Linked DNA regions of Macaca mulatta: region 2 is linked to region 1. A link is a contact called in public Hi-C data. All regions are on one chromosome and are shown on one strand. The core of a region is the stretch at or near the end of the contact, and the rest is flanking DNA. Distances in the headings are between cores, read along the strand shown. Region 1 holds the start of KLHL2 (kelch like family member 2). Region 2 holds the start of CPE (carboxypeptidase E).

Evidence for each region. Hi-C and Micro-C count contacts between places; a contact is called where the count stands out from the background.
Region 2: a Hi-C map of fetal cortex germinal zone shows a contact between it and region 1, with 1.9 times the contacts expected there. The contact joins the promoter of CPE here to the promoter of KLHL2 in region 1. A contact is called at or near these places in 2 of 14 Hi-C or Micro-C datasets (fetal cortex germinal zone and fetal cortical plate).

Annotation. Positions count from the first base shown.
Region 1 is chr5:173,762,424-173,767,266 of T2T-MMU8v2.0, forward strand. KLHL2 (kelch like family member 2) reads left to right here and starts at 2,018. Exons shown (of 14, transcript XM_015139450.3): 1 at 2,018-2,359.
Region 2 is chr5:173,941,400-173,946,242 of T2T-MMU8v2.0, forward strand. It overlaps CPE (carboxypeptidase E), which reads left to right and starts at 2,823. Exons shown (of 9, transcript NM_001258081.1): 1 at 2,823-3,173. The coding sequence starts at 2,867.

The DNA.
Region 1 (4,843 bases), core at 768-3,267:
CTTCCAAATTTGTATCTACCCCAGATACATATATCTAATTGTCTACACCTATCTTCACATGGATGTTTAACAGACATCTCAAGCTTACCATATCTAAATCAGAGTTTACAAATACAATGTCCACCCCGCCCTCCAATACTTGTTCTTTCTCAATCTCCCTAATCCCAGTAAAGGGCAACTCCATTCTCCCCAGAGCTCAGAACAAAATCCTTAGGATCATCTTTCTTTTTTATACGCGAATCTACCAGCAATCCTGAGTACTTTACCTTCTAAACAGATTCAGAACCTGACCACTTCTCTCAGTCACTGGGACTCTAATCCAAGCCATCCCTACTTTTCATCCCAGCCAGGTTAATCTCCTTGCTTGCTCTCTTGCCTCACTATGCATGTTACCCATACAGCAGTCATCTTAAAAAAAACAAAACAAAACAAAACAAAACAACAACAACAACAAACACACACACACACACACACAAACTTCGTATTATGAACTTCTGTTTATTTATGAATTTTGAGACGGAGTCTCGCTCTGTTGCCGAGGCTGGAGTGCAGTGGCGCCATCTTGGCTCACTGCAACCTCCGCCTCCTGGGTTCAAGTGATTCTCCTGCCTCAGCCTCCCGAGTAGCTGGAATTACAGGCGTCCACCACCATGCCCGGCTAATTTTTTGTATTTTTAGTAGAGACGGGGTTTCTCCATGTTGGTCAGGCTGATCTCGAACTCCCGACCTCAGGTGATCCGCCCGCCTCGGCCTCTCAAAGTGCTGGGATTACAGGCGTGAGCCACCGCGCCCGGCCTCTGTCTGTCTTTTTGTGGGATATTTTCAAACAAATCCCAGAAAAGTCATCCTTTTAATGATCAGATCAAGCTACTGACCACTTTCTAATTGCTTCTCATCTCAGTAAAAGCCAAGTCCTTCATCATGGCCTACAAGGCCTGGGTAATCTGTGATTACTCCACGCCACACCCATTCCCTCCGCTGTCCTCCTGACCTCACTCTGCTTCATTAGAGGGTCTCCCACCCTCGCGACCCCAGCAAGCATCATCTGGAGAGCTTGTTAAAGCGCACGCTGCTGGGCCCCACCCCCAGAGTTTCTGGTTCAGTAGGTCTAAAGTGGAACTGGAAAATTCGCATCTCTAACAAGTTCGCAGGTGCTACTGCTTCCAGCGGGCATACTTGGAGAACCACCAGCTGCATTGTTCTCCTTTCCCTTCCTCAACAAAGCAGGCAGGATCTTGCTTAGCAGTCTCCACGCTGCTCTTCCCTCTGCCCTGGGCATTCTTTGCATTACTCAAAGTCCCTGTTATTCCATCTCTGTTTAACTCATGCCTTTTGGGAGGCCTTCCCTGATCACTCCTTATAAAATCTCTTTACCTCTCCTCATCCTCATTTATGTTCTTCATGGTAAGCATCACTTTGTTTCTGTCATCCCGTCTAGATGGACAGCTCCACAAGCACAGAGACTTGCTGTGTTTTGCTGTCACGTCCCCAGCACTAAAACCTTGCCTAGCAGATGCTCACTTCACTTGTCCAAGGAATGGATAGCACACTGAGGAGGCACAGCTTCTTGCTTGGGACACTGGACAGGCAAATCATTTCTTCTTGACTCAGTTCCACCATTTGTAAGGGCACTGGTTGGTTATGCCTACCCTTCCCATCTCCCTGGGTATAGGCTCAAATGAAAAGAATAACGTGTACACGCCCGCGAAGCAGAGCAGTAAGTGGATACCGGGCATTATCCGAACGCCGCGCGTTCGGCCGCCCTTTTTCTGCACGGAGAACCCCCTCCACTCCCATTTTCCAGCGCCCCCGTCCCGGAGATCCACAGACCCGCTGTGGGCGGCCGCCGCCCGCGTCCCGGCCTGCGGGCCAGGGTCTGGGCACGCCCGCCCCGCTCCCGGCTGGCGCCCGCCCGCCTCCAGAAGCAGCAGAAACAGCAGCAGCAGCGGTAGCAGCAGCAGGAGGAAGGGGAGGCGCCGAGGGAGGGGTCCTCGGCAGCCGCGGGAGGCCGCATCGCAGTCCCGTCACAGCGTCGGCGCCGGCCGGGGCCAAACCCGGAAGTGGCTGAGCCCGCGCGCCCGCCGGTCCCGTCGCCGCCGCCCAGCACTCGGGCGAGCGCGGGAGCCGCGCAGTAGACGGAGCGCGCCTGGCCGAGCCGGCCATGGCCGCGGGGGCCGCCGCCGCAGGTGGTGGCGCGCGGTGAGGAGAGCGCGGCGCCCCCTCCGGGGCGGATGGAACGCGGCTCGGCGGGCGGGCAGTGCCGGCGTCCGCGGCTGGAATGGTGCTGGCGGCGGCGGTCGGTGCCTGCGTTCTGAAGCCCGAGAGGAGCCACAATGGAGACGCCGCCGCTGCCTCCCGCGTGAGTGAGCGGGCGGGCGGGCTGCGCCGCTGCGGATAAGCGCGCCGCTGCGGCGCGTGTCGCTGGCCGCGGGCGCAGCTCTGGGGACGGCCGCCTGGAGCCGCCGGGGCCGGCGGGAGGTGGGAGATGCGGGGCGTGACGAGGCGCTGTGCCCGCAGTCCGGAGCGGACGCGGACGGAAACTCAGCCTGGCCAGGCGGTGACTTAAAACGCTGCCCAGGATTTCTGGGGAAGGGTCTTCCCCATCTCGGGCGAATAGAAGATTCGGGGTGGGGCTGTGCATGGGTGACCCTGCCGATCCTGTGTGTACCTTCCTGAAATGCCTGGGCACCTGGTGCCCAGCTTGCCTACCCCTTTATAAGAGATCAAGCTAGGATGCACTGAGTCCGTTGAAAAAAGGAAACTGTAAAGTACCAGTCGCCCGCTGTCTAAATGAATTGATTCTAGGTTGCTTGATTCCCCGAATTTCTAACAAAATTAATATCCGAGGAGCTTTTGCATCACTCTAAATGAGCGGCGGTCGTTCAGGGCATGTGACCTCTTTTACCTGGCACTGCAGAACGTTTTATCCAGAAATCAGAGCATCTTCTGTTTCCTTCGTACCTCGGGCTAATTAGTAGCGTATCGACCTGCCAGGCACAGGTGTCTTTTTTCTTTGGTACCCAAGTACATTCAAGATCACTGGCAACAGAATTACTTTCTAGAAATAATAGCTGAAACATTATGTAGAAGACATTATTGCATTATTCAGAAAAAGGTTTTTTTTTAAAAAAAAAATTCTAGTTTTTAGTTTTAAAAACATCTTGGTAAAAGTGAACTGTAAATACCCAGGAGTTTCGAAAATTTCAATTTTGGTTCCCTCTTCTCTTAGGAGGGAACAAGAGTCCTTTGAATCTGACTTTTCAAATCGCAAACAAACCTCATCCTGAAGAATGGTGTACCTTTTCATGAGAGCTTATTCATGGAGGCTTGTCGTTCTCCGGTTAGATTTGGCAAGCTTCACTCCATACCAATTGTACCGCACCAGCCTCTTGTGGTTATTTGGCAGAATTCCAGCCAAAATAAGGATACTTGGCTTGGGTTGAATAATTTTTTGATGTTCAGCCCTTTAAGGAGAGCTAATAGGATTCTGAAACGACAGTTTCTAAAAGTGCGTTTCAGAATTTTTAGCTTGAGTGGAACAGGTCGTGGAAATCTAGGGGGTAGATGATAAGACTCTTGAATTGGCCTTCCTGGGCTGACAGAAGCAGGGGCTTAGTCACCTCTCGATAGCTGTGGCTTTGAGGGCTGTGAGATTTGGTCATGTTCTTCAGCAGGCTGGAGGAAGGCACCTGAACTCGTAGGAAATATGATGGTGGATGGTTTACATCAGCAGCATGAACACACGGGGGTCTGCCCAGGCTCAGAAGCACTTAAGGCAGGATATGCTAGCTGTATTTAGACAGCACATGGTATATAATATGTAACATGTAGGTATGTTATCTGTAGTAAACCTGCCTTCTATATAAGTTCCTGCAGTTGCTTTTTACTTTTGGAACAGAGGGAACTAAAGGAAAGAATAAGGGAATCTTAGCATGCAGGTGAAAAGAAGGGGGTGGAAAAGTAGGCTCTGGAGGGAGGGAATAGAGACACAGATGATTTAAATTGAAACACTAAAAAATGAAATTGATGTATGCATTCAAACATTGATAAACTGACTCTAGGGTAGATCAGCTAATCATAATTTTGATGACCAGCACCATTTTTTGGCATTGAGATTCCATCAATAGTGCTGAAACAGTGAGAGGCTGAGATATAGTGGGAAACCTGGAATGCCAGCCGGGATGAAAGAATTGTTAAAACTTCTTTCAATCATGGGTAGCTAAAGTTGGTGAGACTTTTTCTTTGTTTCTATCTATTTAATTATAAATACAAGTAGGTTTTTATTTTCATTTGGTTCTATCCAGCATTAAACCTAATTCAAGAACTCATTATGGTGTTATTTGCCATTCTTTGGATCAGAAATAGTTTTTTTCCTTGCCACCCCTTGGCCTGTTTGCCTCCACTCCCATTAACATCCTTCCACCATGGATCCCGTGTGCTGGATTTGAGACTTGCAGGCAGTGTCTTTAGGAAGGAACTTGACCCGGCCTCACTGCCAGAGCTGGGCTAGGACAGAGGCCAGTGGAAACTATTAGGAAGACTCAGCTTTTCATAAAGTTAGATTTTTAGCCTGAGCTTTAAGGCAAAGAAAGATGTTTGACCTGGACTTAAAGTGCCTTGGATGGTGTGATTGGAAGCATGGCCCCAGATTCTCTTTGTGTAAGTGTCTGTTTATTAATGCGTTCAATCTGCAAATGTTTGAATGCCTGTCTCTGCCTGGCACTGTGCATGGTGCTTTTGCTTGTGTTTCTCTTAACATCCAGTTTTACGTTGTTCTCAGATCGCACCTTGTTCTCCATTGTTCCGTTGGCACATTGTCTTGGAGGGATGTCAGGCATCTGTA
Region 2 (4,843 bases), core at 1,573-4,072, 180 kb after region 1:
CATACAGAAAAAGATAGTTTCTTAATTTAAAGATAATAGAGGTGAAGCAAGGTGTGGAGGGAGACTTTGGGAGTTTAAATATGCTCTTATGGATGCCTATAATGACATGAAGAAAAAGCAGCTCTTTCTCTTTTTGTTTCTTGTGTGTGCATGTGTGCACACGATTTGAAATGGAGATTGCATACTAAATTTAACTATGTGTACACAAACACATTAAAGACTTGGCATACAATATTTTTTTAAATCCAGTAATCGGGATGGGTATATAATCTTTTGCATAATTGCCTATGAAGCCACAAACAAGTAATGCATGTGCCAGTAAAGTTGGTACAGCTGCCCTATACCTAAAATAGATCAGAAATTCAAAGACCAAATTTTAGTTCATTTGAACTGATGCCCTGGTGTATGTGGCGTGATCAATAACATGAGAGGAGTGCTACCATTTATCAAATGAGCAGGAATTTACTTCAAAATTTCCAGAATCATAGCATTTTAGGTCTGAAAGAGACAGTAGGAAATCTACAGTATATTATTTCTCAAAATGTCTTTGTCAATCAAACATCAAAATCAGAAATGACTGGTCTTCTTTTTAAAACCTAGAAGCTTGTTAATACCTGAAACCCACCCCAGACCTGATGAATTGGTGGGGGCTTAATAATTTGCACATTCTATAAGCTCTCTACATGATTCGTTGCAAGCAAACGTTAGAGAGTGAATAATCCAAACCTTTTATTTTATATATTAGGGAAACAAACAACTAAGCTGTAAAAGACCCCCACCCCCAACAAGTGAGACCACATAGTAGGCATGATTTTACACATTAAAACTTTTTTTCCTCCAAAATAAAATTTTTTTATCCAGCAATCAGGGAGGATATATAATCTCTTGTATAATTGCCTATGAAGCCACAAACAAGTAATACATATGCCAGTAAAGTTGGTACAGCTGACCTACACCTAAAATAGCCCAGAAATTCAGACCAAGTTTTCATTCCAAAATTTTTTATTTTGTAGAAAATAGAAAGCATATCCTTTGTTCAAAGAGACAGCAAAGGAACAACACAGGACTTCAATGAAAAACATGTTGTTTATGTGTATAGTTACTAGTCAGTACGCCCCACCTAGCCACAAATTAGTGTGGTTACTCTAAATTGCTAACATGAAAATCTTAACCTCCTACTTCTGAAGTTATTTGGTTTTAGCTACTCAATTTTTTTTTTCTAGGCTTCCAAGGTTGCTGTTTTGGGCATGATTTTAGAAATATAATTATAAGTTTGATTTCAAACTTCTGGACCATGTAATCAAACACAGGCTGGTCATAGTGGAAGATATACAATTTTTAGCTCTGTCTACATTGACAAAAAAAAATTGGCTGGATCCACATCAATTGAACTTGAGTGCCATGTGTTTACAGTGACAGCTTCTCCCCAAAAACGCCAAAAAAAAAAAAAAAAAAAAAGAGAAAAGAAAAAAGAAAAAAAAAGAAGATCCATGCTGTTGTAGTCAATGTACATAGGCGTGTTTGAAGCCAGCCCCTCCAGCAGCACCTCACCAACCATGTCTGTGCTTTTACTTATCCAATAAAATGACTTAAATATCTAACTCTTTTTCCTGGTAAATTTTTTTATTATGTGCAACGCACTGTTAAACAGGTGAAGAATGAACAAGTTTAGAAAAACAAAAAAAAGCCTAACATGAAAAATTATCCGCATGGTGTCCACTTTTCCTGCTTGGTTGCAAAACCCAATGGATTATTTATTTAGATTTGTGCTGTCCCTGATTCCAAACAGCAGCCTCTTTAGAGTAACATCTGCTCCAGACATTGCTCCAGGAATATAAATCCCGACTAAGGGGTGGGTATTTAAAGCTGTAAATGATGTTTTATTTTTACAATAGCTTTGCAAAAGGAATGGAGGTGTCATCATCAGAGTTTTCTTAACAGGATTTAATCTTAATGCCAAACTAAATCCTTTGTCTAAAGCATCAGCAGAGTTGTATTTTATTTTCCCCATAGTATTACAGAGGAGGGCTGGTGCAGGCACAGCCACATGACATTGCCTTATCTGTTTTGTCTGTTTGTTTTCTGGAAGAATCTAGGAACGTGCATAAATGCAATTAAGGACAGTTATCTACAAATTGGAAGAAAGCATTTCTATTCTCTTAAATCTCTGAATCAAAGCACTTAATGTTCTGATTTCCAGCAAGACTTTCCAAGAAATGAAAACCCAACTCTTGGGTTTGTGTTTGGACTCTTGATACAGTTATGAAAGACGCATCAGGAGATGGCAAGTGGCTGCCAATACTTCCTTTTTTTCTGGAATATTCTCTAATTCTTGGTGCATCAAGATGGAAACTGGAAGGCTTGGAATAGATGTCCCTTTAAAAGGCTCCAGTAACAATACAAGAATATTTTTTCCATACGCAGTGACGTGGGTGGGTCATGGGTGTCTCAATGACAGTAACGTTCCCGAACCCCAGACCTTAGCTGTCATTTCACCTGCGTCGTCCCGGACGCCATTTGGCTGTTGACGTGGTTCCGAGCCAATAAATAACGCCAGCAGCCCTCCCAAATCCACGCCGGCCCGTCTCGCTCTCCGCCGGCCCCCTCCTCGCAGTGGTTTCTCCTGCAGCTCCCCTGGGCTCCGCGGCCAGTAGTGCAGCCCGCGGAGCCGCGGCTTCGCCCCTCTCCTCTGGGTGGCCCCAGTGCGCGGGCTGACACTCATTCAACCGGGGAAGGTGAGGCGAGTGGAGGCTGGTGCGGAACTTGCCGCCGCCCCCAGCAGCGCCGGCCGGCTAAGCCCAGGTCCGGGCAGACAAAAGAGGCCGCCAGCGTAGGAAGGCACGGCCGGCGGCGGCGGAGCGCAGTGATGGCTGGGCGAGGGGGCCGCGCGCTGCTGGCTCTGTGCGGGGCACTGGCTGCCTGCGGGTGGCTCCTGGGCGCCGAAGCCCAGGAGCCCGGGGCTCCCGCGGCCGGCATGAGGCGGCGCCGGCGGCTGCAGCAGGAGGACGGCATCTCCTTCGAGTACCACCGCTACCCCGAGCTGCGCGAGGCGCTCGTGTCCGTGTGGCTGCAGTGCACCGCCATCAGCAGGATTTACACGGTGGGGCGCAGCTTCGAGGGCCGGGAGCTCCTGGTCATCGAGCTATCCGACAACCCTGGCGTCCATGAGCCTGGTAAGGGTGCTGCCCCCTGACAGCCTTGGGGGCATCCCGGAGGGCGGGCGGCAGAGGGTGGGACTGCTGGTGGTGGGGGAAGGAAGGAGGGATGGGCCCAGGGGGGCTTCTTGGTAAAAGGTATCTAAGGTGGAAGGTGGGAAGTGGAGGGAGGGATGGAAATGGGGAAGAACCCGACTTAACAGTGCCAGGGACCCAATTTCTGCTTTTCCGTCCCATCCGCTCAGCCCCAAGCCCATCTTCCCAGACCTTAGCCCACCCTCTAGTGAGTATAGGTTTTGGGAGGCTGGGGTGGCGGGGGGTGGGGGGTAGCAATACGGAAAAAACAAATCCTGACGCACGCAACCCTAGCGGTCGTTCTCACTTTGCTGGGTGAAAAAACCAAAGGAATGATTGCGAGTCCCCAGCAAGGAGGGTTGGTCTTCTGTGCTGACATGAGTAGAAAGATAAGGTGCAGAAGGCAGTGATTTAGAGGCAAGGAGAACGAGTTATTTCTCATTTTTTTCTCTAATTTCCAGAGGACCAGTTTATTGGCTCTGTGTACCCGTCTCTACCTGTGAGTGCATAAGTATTAGGTACACTCGCTGCTGTGGATGCTCGGGGAATCTTAGGGATATTGCCAATCTGGGGTGGTGGTGTATGCAGACACGTCGGACCCCCTCCTCCTACCAGGGTGAAAAGTGGTTTCTGACTGACGTTCAGATTTTGAAACGGCACAAGGCCTTTCCAAGGGAAAAGGAGTATTCCATTTTCTATGCTATAACCATTTGAGATGAATAGTTTGTGATGGGGTCTTTATTCCAACTGATGTTCCTGAATAACCATCTGTATTCATCTTTCCTAGGAGTATGTTAAAGCACGTTTTGATTTATGTTAATTGTGATGCATTTAGTATTAATAAAGAGGTATTTAAAAATGTTCTTGGGACTTTTTTTCATTATGTTTCTGCTTAGGAAATAATTCGGGCCTGGTCTTCTGATAATCAAGGTATGGTTAAAGTAATCTGTGCTAATGATATCAGCATGGGATGCTTAATTTTTGTTTAATGACAAAGCAAGCAAGAAAAGTAGGCTAAAAATTCTCATTGAAGGGCCAGAGTAGTTTTATAATGATGCATAAGAACCAAACTGAGAAAGGATTAAAATAGGCGATCAGTAGACATTTTGATCTTCAAATGTATAGTAGATAGGTTGATCAAGAATAAATCTTCAGCAAATATTTCTTACCTTCAAATAATATAAGAAAAAAAGGTTTGTGTAAGTTTGCTGTCAAAATTCTAAGATCAGATCCTAGAAAACATTTAATATTAACTACTCTATCTGGCAGGATTCAGCATGTAGGATTGGACATTTTGAAACTTAGTTTCATACTGTTAGCTGAAGATAGGGAAAAATTTTAAATGTGATAACTGATTTTCAGCTAAATCCAATAATCAAAGCCAAGACATCCTAGGCACAGTTAAAGCTAATGTAAGTATTTGTGACTCTCCTGCTGCCTTCTTAATGAAAACTCTTTGTTACTCTATTTTGTAGATTGATCCCAGAGTTTTCTGCATTGTTACTTCAGAGAGATTATATGAAAGCTAATGTTTAACTTTTTGGTGTTTCAAATTTGGAAATAAAATTTTAAAGTGGTATTACTCTTAGAATGTGATATGCTTTAGAAAATGA